2 separate regions of the Mus musculus genome follow, and region 2 is linked to region 1. Evidence: chromatin contacts called from public HiChIP or PLAC-seq data. All regions are on one chromosome and are shown on one strand. Each heading gives the region's core, a stretch centred on a gene start, on an enhancer-like site or on the middle of the called end of the contact. The rest is flanking DNA. Distances are from core to core; before and after follow the strand shown.

The links. HiChIP or PLAC-seq counts read pairs in DNA pulled down with a chosen protein or histone mark.
Region 2: an H3K27ac HiChIP or PLAC-seq map of embryonic stem cells shows a contact between it and region 1, with 5 read pairs. The contact joins two enhancer-like sites. A contact is called at or near these places in 1 of 115 datasets of contacts at active chromatin or transcription factors (embryonic stem cells) and 3 of 9 other capture datasets (adipose tissue, liver and pancreatic islet).

The regions. Positions count from the first base shown.
Region 1 is chr6:51,946,432-51,949,131 of GRCm38.p6, forward strand. All of the region lies in intron 4 of Skap2 (src family associated phosphoprotein 2), which reads right to left. Among named protein-coding and RNA genes, the nearest start is that of Skap2, 65 kb to the right of the region's middle. Within about 2 kb of position 1,445, at least 9 of the 459 cell types and tissues checked have an H3K27ac peak or open chromatin away from gene starts, as enhancers often do. A contact at or near this core is called in embryonic stem cells, where this site is marked.
Region 2 is chr6:52,104,966-52,107,665 of GRCm38.p6, forward strand. Halr1 (Hoxa adjacent long noncoding RNA 1) reads left to right here. Exons shown (of 3, transcript NR_110440.1): 2 at 1,806-1,931. Among named protein-coding and RNA genes, the nearest start is that of Halr1, 3.4 kb to the left of the region's middle. Within about 2 kb of position 1,401, at least 7 of the 459 cell types and tissues checked have an H3K27ac peak or open chromatin away from gene starts, as enhancers often do. A contact at or near this core is called in embryonic stem cells, where this site is marked.

The DNA of each region.
Region 1 (2,700 bases), core at 195-2,694:
TCAGGCACTGTATGCACATGATGCACATACATACACGCATGCAAATTAAACACTCAAATACAGATTTTAAAATGTTTATAATTTAAAAAAAGAACAAGTAGTTTATGCTTTATAAGTGGAGAACCTGTTTATAATCTCTAATAAACTAAAATAATTCAATTTCAAATTAAGCTCTTTCAAGCACAGTAATATTATACGCTAGAGAAGCAGTGAGGGTTTCCCCCTAAAGAAGAAGACACACTGAGCAGCCTTATCTAAAATGCATAGGAAGGAACAGAATTAATTCAGTTCTGATATGGAAATATCTACATAAACAAGACGAGATTATTTGGGAGACAGAATACAGGTTTAAACATGAAAGTCATTTATGTTTCAAATACATTTGATATATATATTTAAATAGTAATTTTACATAATATTTTAATAATTTTGTGCAAGTTTCATGGTGTGGAATTTTCCATTTGTAGTGGCGTGTCATTTTCAACTTCAGATTTTCAAATTAGGATTTCCTCCTGTATCCTTGACTCTTACTAGAGAATAGAACACGTTCAATGGAAGACATTTACAAAGTATGACTTTTGAGAAAGTCACTGGGCTAAACTGGAAAACCAACTTTTGTTTTCAGTCCTAACTTTAGACAAGTTACTTAACCTCTCTATACTGGTTCCTGTAAAACAGCCTGTCTGAGTCGGTACTAAGAGAATCCTCTGAAGCAAATGTGTGGCTGGAGCAAACACTCAGTGCTCTTACCATGCCAGACATTTATTCTGCTCAACTCAATCCATGCATGTACCACTCCTCTCTTAAAATCCCACCACCCCTCCGCCAGCCAGCTTCTGCATGTATAACGGGTCCCATTCTTGCAGAGGAGCTATCTAGACAGTATGCAGAGTAAACAACCTTGGTTTTCCACCATCCAGACAGACTGTGTCACACTGTTCACTACTACCTTTCACTTGAAAGCAGCATAGACAATACAGAAATGAATGGGCTCAACTATATCCCAATAAGACCTTACTCATGGCCAATGAGACTTCAATGTCAAATTGTGCTCACATGCTGGGAAACATATTCTTTTTTAATCATTTTAAACTGTGGAAACTACCTTTTGCTTACCGGCTAACAAAAACAGGTAGCCAACCAGAGTTTGCAGATCTACACACAAATATGAAGCCTTTCATTAGTAATTTTACCATCAGTAAAATCAAAGTAAATATAACAACTTTCCTAACTTCTGAATGGTCATATGGTTAAAATTTATTTTCACTTGAGAAACAACATGGACTGGGTTTTTCTCCCAGCTTGTCCTAGCCTAACACAATTGCACAAAGTAGCAGCTAAGACATAGCAAAGTCCTGCTCTCTGAGGTTGGAGTACAAGAATGTGCTCACAGAGACCATTATAATGGTAAAAGTTCTATTGCTATGTCAGTTTTATTGCTTATTTTACAAGATAATTAGAGCTACTGCCCATTTGTCTTTAGGACCACAAAAGACAGAAGACCAAGACATAAGCCTGTCCCTCAGCAGGGTACAATCACTAACAAAAGTAATTCTTTCAGGCTATATAAAACAGGGCATATTTAGCCTTTGAACAAAAGCATGGTGCATGTAAAACTCAGTGTTAAAAATAACACATGTGGGGGTTTTCCTTAGTTAAAAAACTTTCTTAAAAAATAAGTATTTATATTTGCTTACTTTGTAAGACTTCCCATTTTATAGCCACCAAACTCTGCCGAAAGGAGATGGCATTGTGGTGCCCTTGTAAAGATATCTGCATATTTAACCACTACTAGAGAGACAATAGACTAACTTGGCAATAAATTTTAGTTCCAAAAGAAGCTGATGGGGAACTCTTAAGAGAAAGACAAGTATTATCCATAGGCTTTGTAAAGCTGGTGTTTATATTTCCTTTAAATATTGAACCTTGGATAACTCCTGAATAAGGCAGGTGAAATGAAGCTGAAAGGTAGAAATCAATTTATGGTCACTTAGTTAACCTCCTTCTAACACATTCTTTTTTTTTTTTTTTAAGTTACATCAGTTTCTTTTTTAACTTAATTTTATTTTTAATTAATTTTTTACACACACTTTCGGTCACTTGATCTTTGACAAAGATGCCAAAAATATACAATGGAAAAAGAAAGCATCTTCAATAAATAGTGCTGGTCTAACTGGCGGTCTGTATGTAGAAGAATGAAAATAGACCCATATTTGTCACTTTGTACAAAGCTCAAGTCCAAGTAGAACAAGGACCTCAATATAAAATCAGATACATTGAATCTAATAGAAGAGAAGTAGGAAAGAGCCTTGAACTCATTTGGCACAGGGTGAAATTTCCTAAACAGAACTCCAATGGCTCATGCTCTAAGATCAACAATTGATAAATGAGCCCTCATGAAACTGGAAAGTTTCTGTAGGGCAAAGGACATAGTTGATAAAGACAAATCAGCAACCTAGAGATTGGGAAAAAATCTTCACTAACCCCACATCCTATAAAAGGCTAACATCCAAAATATATAAAGAACTCAAGAAGTTAATCACCAAAAAAACAAACAACCCAATCAAAAACTGGGGTATATACTAAACCAGGAATTCACAACTGAGGAATCTTGAATGGCTGAGAAGCACCTAAAGAAAAGTTCAAAGTCCTTAGTGATCAGAGAAATGCAAATCAAAATGACCCTGAGATTCCACCAAT
Region 2 (2,700 bases), core at 151-2,650, 160 kb after region 1:
ACTTTTTAGAACATCTGATAGAGCCCTTTGCTAAAAAAATTAAAAAAAAAATTTTTAATGTCCAGTGACAAAGCTTTTATAACTGTGATTGTGACATCCCCAAAACCTTGCTTCAACCTCTAAGTCACACCAGGCTCCTTGCTTGCCTTCAAAAACACAGCGTGATGCTTTTGTTCCGTGCCCTCTGTAGGAAATGCTGTCTCCTGCCAGGTGGGCTCCTCCTTCACCAACCGATCGGATTCATTTCTAAAGGGTGGGATCATCTCCATAGATCTACTAGGGCGCATTAGAAGACGTACTTCAAGAACCGACTTGTACAGTTGTCTTCCTGGACAAATGGGGGAAGACTCCTGAAAGACTTGCTAGCATCAGCTCTCCCCGCTTCTGGTGTGCCCAGCTGTTCACCAAATACTCAATAAATGCTAATGGGTGGGAAGACAATCAGCTTTGCACACAAAGAAGCCCTGCACCCACCAGGAAGTGCCTCCCTTTCCTGGAGAGAGCTATTCAGGCTGGTGGAGTCTGACCCTAGAAATCAGCCAGGAGCTGGAATGAGGTCAAAACGCGTTCCTTTAGCTTAAAAGAACGATCGATCGAGAGAGTGTAGGACCAAGAGTCAAGAGTGGATCAAATGCGCATGCTTGGGGATTCTCTGAGCTTTTCCTCCCCGTGGCTAAATTCTGACAGTACATACAACTTTCTTCAGAACTGTATTCTTAGGGAGCACTTGAAGAGGTTAAACTTCAGTGAACTTCCCACCCCTACCTCTGCCTCCTCCTGTCTTTTTCCTGATTTAGTAGACATCACTTGCACTAAGTGTAGGGATGTTCAAGTGGTCACTAGAAAATTCTTCCATACCCAAATACCTGCTGGAAAAAATACCACACCACTGTAGTCACAGTGTATCCAACTGGGCGTCATAACTGCGACTCCAATGCAGCAATTGTTCCTCTAAATATTTTCTTAAGTGTATATAAGTAACAAATATACTTTTTAATGACTGCAGGTTTTGATCATCGTCAAATGACTGAGTTTCACAGCATGGCTACCACACACCTTCTTTATGGAAATAACTAAGTATTTCTAAATGGCTTCCATTAACATATAGAAAAAAATGTTAATTCTTTTAAATGGCTGGTGGGGGATGCTATACATACTGTCAGAATTGAGCTTTTCCTAACAATTCTCTAAGCACGTTATGTTTGAAAATGCAATGTGTATACAGCAGAAACTGTATTAAGACCTAACAGGCTTTTATAAGTTTGTCCTTCATAAACAATTTTAGTTTCTAAAATATGAGAATGCTTTCCCTGCCAATTCCATATCAAAGCTCTGAGACTTTGCATGTCTACAGAGCAGAGTTCATGACCTCCTGCTAACCTTGTTAACAATCTACCAGGTTTCTAAAGGCTCAGCAGGGGTTAGAGTTAGAAGGCTCTGCCACTAACATCAATAACAGGATCTGTGACAACACTTGGAGAACATTTCCACCACGCTCACCAAGAAAGGTTCCAAACATTCAGAGACTGAAGCGCCGACTGAAAGAAATCTATGGTTAGTCATTCCAGACAGACTCTAGAGAGACACATTTCTTCAGACCTTGTTTTTAAAAAGTGGGAGTTTTAAACTCTCTCTCTCCGTGTGTGTGTGTGTGTGTGTGTGTGTGTGTGTGTGTGTGTTATATTACAATAGCCATACTTACTATTTTAAAGAGCTTTACCACAGACTTTTTAAATAGCCAACCTATGGACAAACTATTCATATCTAAATGAACTTAGAGTTCAAGTTTTTGGTTTGATCCACAGGCAAGAAAATATGAGTGAAGTCACAAATGTCACCAAGGAAAGGAAGAACAGAAAAATAACTTGAATATTCAAGATGGGCAGCCTAGTTCAACGACACATCAAGCCTTGTGAAAAGGTGACTCCGAGGTAAGAGTTGCCTGCTCTTCCAGAGAAGCTGAGTGCCTGAGTTCAGTCCCCAGCCTGGTGACTCATCGAACAAGTGACTGTAATTAATTCCAGGAGACCCACACCCTCTTCTGCCTGACAAGGTCACAAGACTTTTAGACACAAGTAGTGTACAAATGCACACATTTACACATTAATAAAAACAATCTTTAAAGACAACAACAAAAACTTCACATAAGACCAAAGAGAATGCATCTGAGTTTACAGAAACATATTAAGAGCTAATTTCAAAGCATTTGTAAACATTTTAATTCAATTTCAAGACATTTCTTAAAATCAAAAAATACTTTGCAACAATATTAATTTATCCATGGATTTTTGCAAAGCAGGAAAGTATGTTTTCTAACCTCCTTTTAAAAACCCGTTCTTGAACTGGGCATACTGGTACAAGCTTGAAAACCCAGTACTCAGAAGACAGAGTTAAGCAAATTTTTGTGGGTTCAAGGCTAGCCTTGTCTACATAGTGAGTTCCCAGATAGCCAGGGCTATGTAGAGACCCTGTATAAATAAATAAATAAATAAATAAATAAATAAATAAATAAATAAATAAAATTCTCGTGTGGGCTAGAGAAATGGCTCAACAGTTGCTGTACTTGCAGGGGTTCACAGCATCCTGGTGGCAGCTCACAGATGCCCGTAACTCCAGTTCTAGGGGACCCATCGCCCTCTTCTGGCCTGCTTGAGCAGTGCATACACATAGCACACAGACATACAGGCAAGCAAAAGCATC